2 separate regions of the Sus scrofa genome follow, and region 2 is linked to region 1. The links are chromatin contacts, called in public HiChIP or PLAC-seq maps. All regions are on one chromosome and are shown on one strand. Each heading gives the region's core, a stretch centred on a gene start, on an enhancer-like site or on the middle of the called end of the contact. The rest is flanking DNA. Distances are from core to core; before and after follow the strand shown.

Region 1 (4,706 bases), core at 737-3,236:
TAGTTTATCTGTATTACTAACAACTTGACCTAGGACAATGAAAAGATTTTAATTTCCTTTCTGTATTTAGATATTTGCTAAACTCAAAACATTAAATGCAAATAACTTTCACTTCCACTTCTGTATTATTTCAAGTAAACTTTATTTTTTTCATTTTCCACACAAGTCAAATGAAAAATTGCAAACAGCAGGAAATTTTATCTAAAAGCTTTTTTTTAAAGCAACTTTCTTTTGTTTGTATTATCTTTTGTATTATCTTTTGTTTGTATTATATCATCTTTTTAAAGCATAAAACAACTTAAATTTCTTATCTTCCCCAAAGTAAATGGTTTTTAAGAAGCACTCTTTACAATTTGTTTATAAAAGGATCACGGTACGCTAGACACTAGTGAATCCATTAATTATTTAAGCACGGTTTTCTAAAAGAATATGTAATAATTTTTAAGTTGTGAGTAAGCAGTACTAGGATGCAATTTAGTGCAACAATTTTAAGGAGACATATAAGAGTTCTGAGCCTAAAGAAAATTTCAGCGTACATTTTACTCATATACAGAACATGCTGACTGATAGTAACAATAAAAAAGAAAAACTTTTTTTGAAACATCCTACAATTCACCACCTTGATATGGCATTCTCTCGAAATTATCATATCCAGTTGGGATTATCCGGTTTTATTAGCTAATAGTTCTCATTAATTGAAAAACAGAAAACAGGATATGTTCTGTTTCACCAAGTGTTACACATTTCGCTACTACAAGACTGGGGGGGGGGGGCGATCTTTGGAAACAAAAGGTAATCTGATCCACTCCAGCTAATTACTAAATGCATGCCAAAAACACACAATTCGAACTGCATTTCTGAACACTAAAGCGATTACAAAAAGGGTCGAATGTCAAATGTGTAAGGAACTACTTTTGTACCAAAAATATATCAAAGCGAAGATACATGGTACACCGAAACTAAAATCTCGCGCAAGGTACAAAATTCATCTAATTAAAGATTTGATAATCTTTTAAAAAGAAGGTGTTTAATCAACGTTGTTAAAATAGCAGTAATTCATCCCATTCAGGTACGGCTAGAAACCCCGATGCTGTGCTTCTTTCAGGTCTAAATATCTCATTCTTTTGCAATCACGATACCAAAAGGACCTGAAACCTCTCGCGGAGGCGTACAATACACTCCGCGAGTGCTGTATGTTTACAAATACCAATCTCACAGTTTCCCACGTCAAAAGCGTTCATTACCACCCTTCGACTGGGGGGCAAGGGAGAGAGAAGGCGGGCGACCAAGAAAGGAAACCCTCTCACCAGACACCTCGGCCTTCTCTCCACCCGACAAGGGCGGGCCCGGAATAAGTGTTTATTATGTATTATTTGCGTGTGTGTATTTATACATTACATACGTATATCTATGTCTAAGCAGGGGTGAAAAAAAGGCACACATGGCAGGGAATCCTATCGCACCCAGAAAATGCTCACTGCTATCCCGTTAACTCCAAATCCGCCGCCCGGGTCCACAGGTTTCGGCCCGCGGCCGAGAGCCCCAGCCTCACTGTGGAGTTCGGCCCCTACGCGCCCCGATGCCCACCTCAGGCCGCCCAGGCCGCCGCCCCTACTTCCCTCATCTCTGCCTTCCCCTGGGACACGCGAAGCCCATTCCCGTAAAGAAAGAAGTGTCAGGCCCCAAGGGGGCGGCTGACACGCGCTCGGGCCGGGCCCCTGACACCTGCGAGGCGCGGCACCTGAGGAGGGCGAACAGGGGGCCGCCCGGCCTGCCCAGAGCACACCCCCTCGGCGCCGGCGGCTGCGCCGCGGCCAGAACCTCCGTACCTGCGAGGCCCGCGAGCTACAGGCGCGCGCGGCGCCTCCTCATCTCAGTGGCTCCCGCTCCCCCTCCGCCTCCCGCTGCCGCCGTCACTGCCGTCGCCGCTGGAGGCCGGGACACGACGAGCTCAGGACTCCACCGCCATGTCCGCCGCGCCGCGAACTGCATTGTGGGGGGGAAGGGATGGGGAGGGGGAGGAGAGAGGGGGAGAGAAAGAGGAGGACCTGCTGAGGGGAGGGGGCCGAGGGAGAAGGTGGGGGGAGCCGAGGAGAGGGGGAGGGGAGAGAGGGACAGAACCCTGAATGGAGTCCTGACCCGGGCGAGGGTAGGCGATAGATGCCCCGGAGACCCCAGAGAGGAAGCGCCGAGGGAAGGCTTTAGGGGTGCCCCCTCCCTTCGTTCTGGGGGCCCCAGGGCACTGGCTGAACCGGGGCGGGGGACAGTAAACACCAGTGGGGGCGGGGCTACGTTCGGGGGCTAGAGGTGGCGGCGAGAAACAACGGGAGGGGGCCGACGTGGGAGGACAGCGCACTCACAGCCACGCTGAGGGAAGGGGCGAGCGCGCGAGGACACTCGTTAGCCCGCGAGGAGGGGGCGGGGCCCTCTAGCGTTGGGGGAGGGTCGGAGGCCGCTCGGGCTCGCGGGGAGGGGCGGGGCCACCGAGCGAGGGTCGCAGCGTCGGGCCCCGGTCCGGGAGCCCCCTGGGGAGCTCGGAGAGGCCTGAGGAGGCGGGGGTTGCGGGCATAGCCGCGCCTCTCAGATCTATTCATGGGCCTGCGGACCTCCCTGCGGAGGACCCCCAAGCGGGAAGAGGGGCCGAAAGCCTCCCCCGCCCCCAGGAAGGAAGACCGGTTTGGGACGTGCACCCTCCGGCCTGGCCCACGGGCATGGCACCCGGACCCTCGGCGGTTAGTGTGGGCTTCTAAACACCTGAGAGAGTAGGTGGACAGAGGAAGCCCCGGGGTCGTTCCCACCCTTTCCTGACCCCGCCTATGCTGTCAGCCCCCCAAAGCTGGAATCATCTTCTTTCAAGATGCAAGCAATTTATTTTACTTTATTTTGCTTTTTAGGGCAGCACGTGGAGGTTCCCGGGCTAGGAGTCAAATCTGAGCTACAGTTGCAGGCCTACACCACAGCCACGGCCAGATCCCAGCTGTCTGCGACCTACACCACAGCTTACAGCAACGCTGGATCCTTAACCCACTCAGCAAGGCCAGGGATGGAACCCGCAACCTCAGGATTCCTAGTGGAATTTGTTTCCACCGCAGCGCAATAGGAACGCACCAGACAATTTCTTTTAAAATGGAGTAAAGGAGGTCTGGAGAAATATCTGGAGCATCCCCCCAACCCCCCAGAGAAAAGATTTTAGAAGTCATTTATTTAGTTTCACATGGGTTTGGAATCAGCTGCCAACCATCAGCCTCCTTCCTCTCCTGCTTTTAATGTAGGTTCCTCAGCATACTTATTTAAAGTCGCGATCCGAATGGACTTAAGTTTTTGGGGTTTTTTTTTTTGGTATTTTTTTTAAGGCCCCAGCCTTGAAGATTATTCACCCAACCTCTAACCTCAAAGCTAGACAAATCACACAACTACAGTCCAACTGCATTTGACACATGCTAAGGCAGGAAAAGGATATGATGCGGTGGATATGAGAGAAGATGCAGAATCTTGAGTATTTACAAGATTCTGCTTTATAAAATTTCTCATGATGTAACTCAGAGGCTGTGAGCTATAAAAGTTTACAGAAAGGGCCTTCCCTCTCTGCAGAGTCCATCTACTTTGCACCTCAGAAGTGAATACTTCTCATTGATCTATTTGTTTAGATGAAACTGAAGCTTAATGAGAAGGGTTTATACATTGCCCACTAAGTGTTAGTCACTGAGTAAGAGATTGCACATATTTCAGCATTTAATCCTCATTAACAATCCCATGAGGTCCATGCTATTGCTCCTATTTTTAAACAAACCCTGAGAATAAGTACATTTTACCCATACCATGTCTCATGCCAGAGGGCTCCAGTGAAGCGCATAGAGTAGTAGATTTCAAACCAAAAGAGCCCTACCAGGCTTCAGCACTTATCAGCTGGATGACGTTGACCAAATATACCCTCTGAGTTTAAATTTTTAAGTTTTTAACAACAAAATACCTACTCCACAGAGATGATGTAAGAAAACTAGCAGGTCCCAAATTTAGAGCCTGTAGAAACATTAAGATGATACTAACACGTCCTTTTTAGTGAAGGATATCTGTATCCTTGAAGCAAGTTCAATTGAACAAAATTTCCCCCTTACTTAATAAGAGCAAAGCATTGAGTTAGAGTTACAAAGACAAACCAGATTGCTGTCTCCAAAAAAGTTTACCATTGAGCAAGGAAAGTCATTTTATCAAAGCAATAAGTTATATGAACAATGAGCTGGGCTAATAAAGCAGAGAACATGATAAATTCTACTTGGGTGAGGCTATAATGGAAGAGGTAGAAGCTGAACCTTGAAGGCTTGCCGGCTATGTGTAGGACACTGGTTTGTGATTCTGAGAATATCCTTTTGTCTGGAGTGTGCAGAAGATAATGAGTCTGAAAACAAAGGCTGGTGCCAAACTGAGAATCCCAGTGCCTTTCTACACCTATCCCTTCCAGATAACTCTCTTCTATCACCTTTCCTATTCCTCAAGATCCAGCTCAACTTTTACCGCCTTTATTAAATTATCCTGATAACCCCCCTTTACTGAATGTGAGTCCTCCATTCTCTGAATCTCTGCACATTACTTTCATGTCTAACCCCATTAAATTATAAACTTGTGAACATACTTAATATTTGTATTCCTTATAACACCTCCATACTTGATAAATTGAAATTTTTGTCACTATACTCTGATTCATCATC
Region 2 (4,706 bases), core at 1,025-3,524, 160 kb before region 1:
AGTAATAAATATTTGTTGAATAAAAAGTAGAAGCAGGAGTTTCCATCGTGGCGCAGAGGAAACAAATCCAACTAGGAACCATGAGGTTGCAGGTTTGATCCCTGGCCTCGATCAGTGGGTTGAGGATCCGGCGTTGCCATCAGCTGTGATGTAGGTCGCAGACGTGGCTTGGATCTAGCGTGGCTGTGGTGGAGGCTGTGGTGGAGGCCGGCGGCTACAGATCCAATTAGAGCCCTAGGCTGGGAACCTCCATATGCTGCGGGTTCGGCCCTAAAAAGACAAAAGACAGAAAAAAAGAAGTAGAAGCTATTAGTATTTCAAGATGATAAGGTGTCCCAGTGTTATACGGGATGGCATAGCATGCTGAGCAGCTGGATGAGAACAAAGACTACTCTTTTTTTTTTTGTCCCAGCACATGCAAGTTCCTAGGCCAGGGATCCAATGTAAGCCTCAGCAGTGACAACACCGGACCCTAACCCACTGTACCACAAGAGAACTCTCCAATGACTACTCAACTTCCCCTTAGAACAGCTTGTGTGAAAGTGGATAATGTTAATACATGTCTAAGAGAGACAACTTCTGGTGTGCTTATTACAATAAGCCAGGCTTCACTGACTGAGAGGTCCAATGGGCCTCAATTTCCTTACCCACAAAATGGGGATAATAACAGAAACTTCCTTTTATTCAACCAATTCAAAAACCATTTAATAATCATCCAAATCCAATCTGTGTTAGGCAAAACTACTCTAGGATTACTGAAGATAATTCACTCTGCCACTCCCTTATCCCCTAGGTTTATTTCTAAGGGACAGTGGTTCCTTTCTTCCTTTTTTGCTTTTTAGGGCTGCATTCGCGGCATATGGAAGTTCCCAGGCTAGGGGTCTAATCGGATATACAGCCGCTGGCCTACGCCACAGCCACAGCAATGTGGGATCTGAGCCAGCCGCGTCTCGGACCTACACCTACACCACAGCTCAAGGCAACTCCGGATCCTTAACCCACTGAACAAGGCGAGGGATCGAACTGCAACTTCATGGTTCTTAGTTGGATTCATTTCCACTGTGCCATGACGGGAATTCCTCCTTTCTTTATTTTAAAAAATTATTTGAATGTTATGAAATATATACAATTCAAACAACATTCTGCATTCAATTTCAGGGAATTAATAAATCTTCTAAAGTCCACATATTGCCCTTTGTTACATTAAAAACTGTTGCAGAGGGACTTGATAAACAAAATCTAACATCAGAAACCTCCAATGGCCATCTCAAGCACCCAATACAGCAGGGAAGAGGGTATCAGTTTTATAGAAAATTAAAATCGAAAACTGACATATCTAATCATTACAATTTTGCAGATTAGTAGCCTAGGGTAAGAATCTCGCATCTCATGACTTTTAAGTCCAATCCTTTTTTCAACTGTCAAAAATAGAAGGCCCTTTTATTCCGGGGTTAGACTAGAGAAAGTAAAGCAGGGGCCATAGCACTCTCCTCCTGGAAAGAAGGTGGATACGAGAGAGCCTAGCAGTTAAGAGCAGCTCATCTGGGACTTAGGTAGGAACTCAGGCCGCTTAGTCACGAAAAGGGACTTAGACAAATCTCTCTGCGAACTGCTACACCGTAAAATCGGATAATAACTTCTGCTGTTCCGCCTTCCCCGTGGTGCTTGTTACACTCCGCCGAAAGGAGGAAAAGATGCGAATACCATGCAGATAGAAGGTTCATATGTTTCAGGTCATTACTAGGTCTCAGGGTGCTGAGGACAAGAGCGTACATGCTTCTCTGCTGTTGGCTTCCGGCTTCCCCACTGCAAACTCGCAGTCCCCGACAGAGCAAGGGAGCCTTCAGAAATCCAAAGGTGGAAAGAAAAATGCTCCTACTGGGCTCAGAACAGTACCTGGCACTTAATAGGCGCTTAGGAAGTATCTGCTGAATGGATCAACGTCTGAATGAGTCCGCCGAGAACTCTCCCGCCCGCGGGACGCCACACTCACCGGGGGCCGAAGCTTGCTCGAGCTGGCGCAAGCCTAACGCTTCCCACCGTCTCCGCTTCAGGAGCTCATGGAGTTGCAGCAAATCTAAACTGCCCAGCTGGACTCTTCTCGCAGCTGCCAGTCGTGCAACAGAGCCGAAACTGGCGCCTAGCTAGGAATCCAAAGAAGGTGAGGAAAAGGAAATTCGCGCCAAAAGCCGAGGCCCCGCCCCTAGGCTGTCTCCACGTTCCGTCAGCAGCCTGCCCTCCGGCCCCGCCCATCTAGGGAGGGGACGCGTGACGTACTTCCGCCAACGTGCCCTGGGCCTCGGTCGCGACGCGATTCACGGAAGTTCCTGAAGCAGAAGCGATTCCGGTTTCAAGAGGATCGGCTAAGCTGTTCAGTGAGACTTCCTCCAACTTTCTCAGGCCCTCTCGGGTTGTTGTTGCTTTTTTTTAACCTGGATGTGACGTACTAAAGGAGTCGACGGAAGTAGAACCGAAGGGGTTCTAAAATGGCGAACCGTACGGTAAAGGATGCGCACAGCATCCACGGCACCAACCCTCAGTATCTGGTGGAGAAGATCATTCGGACTCGAATCTATGAGTCCAAGTATTGGAAGGAGGAGTGCTTTGGCCTTACGGGTGAGCAAGAGCGCGTCGACCCCCCCCTTCCCCCACCAGCCCTGGGCGTCCCGTGGCCCAGTTCTAACCTGTCGAATGGGACTGGTCCCGGGGTGGGGGGGGACTGGTCCCGGAGGGTGGGACTGGAGGGAATCTCAGTCTTTCAGAAAAATCTGAGTGCCCACTCTGTGCCTAGTCTTGTGTTGGGCTTTGGGGACCCAAATGGGTCTGATAGGGCCTTTATTCTGAAGGGTGTCAGTTTGGTTCTTTGAGTCATTCCATGTTTAATGGTATCTTGCTAGGTTCCAAACAGTGTTAAAAGTTCAGGGACCCTGAAGATCTTAAAGGAACGTGAATATGCCTGAAACCAAATTCATGATCTTATTATCCCTAAATCTGGCCCGTTTGCACTATTTCCACATTCCGGTCCTGGTATGAATAGAAGCTCTTCAGAGAAACCTTCCAGGCAGTCTGATCTTTGTTGAATTCTGGCTCCTTTTTTGTTCACTGTTCCACCATTGTAAGAGGAACATAATAATATCCACCTCAAAGGTTGAAGGTTTGTTCTAAGGATTAAGTGAAATAATGTATAAAAAGTGTTTGGTATGGTTACAGTATATGTTAATAGAAAGTACTCAGGAATTAGTAGGGGTGGTGCTAATTGTTACCACTGTTAACCACTCCAGTGCTGTTGTTACCGCTCCTGCCAGTTTGTCCACAGAAGATTCATACTGTTTTTATGAGTTGCCATTAAATTTTGGAGTCAAATAAGTTTGCTCCGCGGGCCTTTTCTCATTCCATAGTTTTTTCCTTAGATGATCTCCATACCACAGTTACAGCCTACATATAGATGCCTTCAAATTGATCTCTTCAGCCCAAATTTATATGAATCTAATTCTAAAACGTGCCAACTCAATATGTTTCAAAAGGCAACTCGTGACCTTTTCCCCCAACACTAGGTTACATTCCCTTGTCATATATTTTCATTGATTTCCGTATCTTTCAAATACTGATCCCATTTTAAATTAAATTATGTTTTCAATGCTTTCTGCTTTGCCAGACTGTAAACTCCTTAAGAGCACTGTGTCCTTCTTTACCTGTTATCTCTAGCACTTGGTACCTAACTTTAAGTTGCCAACTGTAATGTGGAATGAATTAATATAGAATTTATACTAAAGGAACTTGAAGTTTGATTTATAAAGTGATTTCCCATTAATAGTGTCTAACATTTGCTGTGTGTCAAGTAAGTATTATCATGTATTCGTATTGTCTCATTTGAGTTCACTATAGGCCTTAACGTTGTACTTTTATTATTCAAATTTGGAATAATACCTCAAATTATTCCGATAATACCTCAAATAATACCTCAAAGAGAGGTGAAATGACTTGTTCCAGTTCACACAGCTGACGTTTAATTTTGACAGCAATATTGGAAGGTTATTATCCTCATGCTCTAGATAAAGTGTTATCTTTTTTTCTTCTAACTCCTGATCTGGTGGTTTTTCCCCTAACATGGTGGTGACAGGCATGGACTATGAAGTTAGACTGCCGGGATTGAAATCCAGGCCCTGACACATTCTGGCTGTGGACATTAAGCAAGTCACGTAACCTTTCCTGGCCCTTATTTTCCTTAGCTGAAAACAAAGGCAGTGCTAGAACCTATCTTATGGCTTGTTGCGAAGATTAAATGAGATAATATGAAGTGCTTGGCAGAGTACCTGGCATATAATAATCTTTTGGTGTATATTAGCTACTGTTGTTATTATTATTAATTACTCATATAATAATCTTTTGGTGTATATTAGCTACTGTTGTTATTATTAATTACTCTTGCACACTTGTTATCCTAATATTAAACTGTTACTGAATATTCAGGAGAATCAAACCTTTAAGGAACTACTCTCCACTTCAAGCCTGAAAAAGCTAAGTCCTAATGTATCTGAGATGCCACTTTATCTGTTTTGTTTTGTTTTAGCTGAACTTGTAGTTGATAAAGCCATGGAATTAAGGTTCGTGGGTGGTGTCTATGGTGGCAACATAAAGCCAACTCCCTTCCTGTGTTTGACCTTGAAGATGCTTCAGATTCAGCCCGAGAAGGATATCATTGTAGA

The links. HiChIP or PLAC-seq counts read pairs in DNA pulled down with a chosen protein or histone mark.
Region 2: an H3K27ac HiChIP or PLAC-seq map of alveolar macrophages shows a contact between it and region 1. The contact joins the promoter of PRPF38A here to the promoter of ZCCHC11 in region 1. A contact is called at or near these places in 1 of 47 Hi-C or Micro-C datasets (heart right ventricle) and 1 of 2 datasets of contacts at active chromatin or transcription factors (alveolar macrophages).

What each region holds. Positions count from the first base shown.
Region 1 is chr6:159,653,328-159,658,033 of Sscrofa11.1, reverse strand. It overlaps ZCCHC11 (terminal uridylyltransferase 4), which reads right to left and starts at 1,986. Exons shown (of 29, transcript XM_021096643.1): 1 at 1,830-1,986.
Region 2 is chr6:159,816,820-159,821,525 of Sscrofa11.1, reverse strand. It overlaps PRPF38A (a long non-coding RNA gene), which reads left to right and starts at 2,274. Exons shown (of 10, transcript XR_002345201.1): 1 at 2,274-2,616; 2 at 4,571-4,706. ORC1 (origin recognition complex subunit 1) reads right to left here and starts at 2,224. Exons shown (of 17, transcript XM_005665420.3): 1 at 1,897-2,224.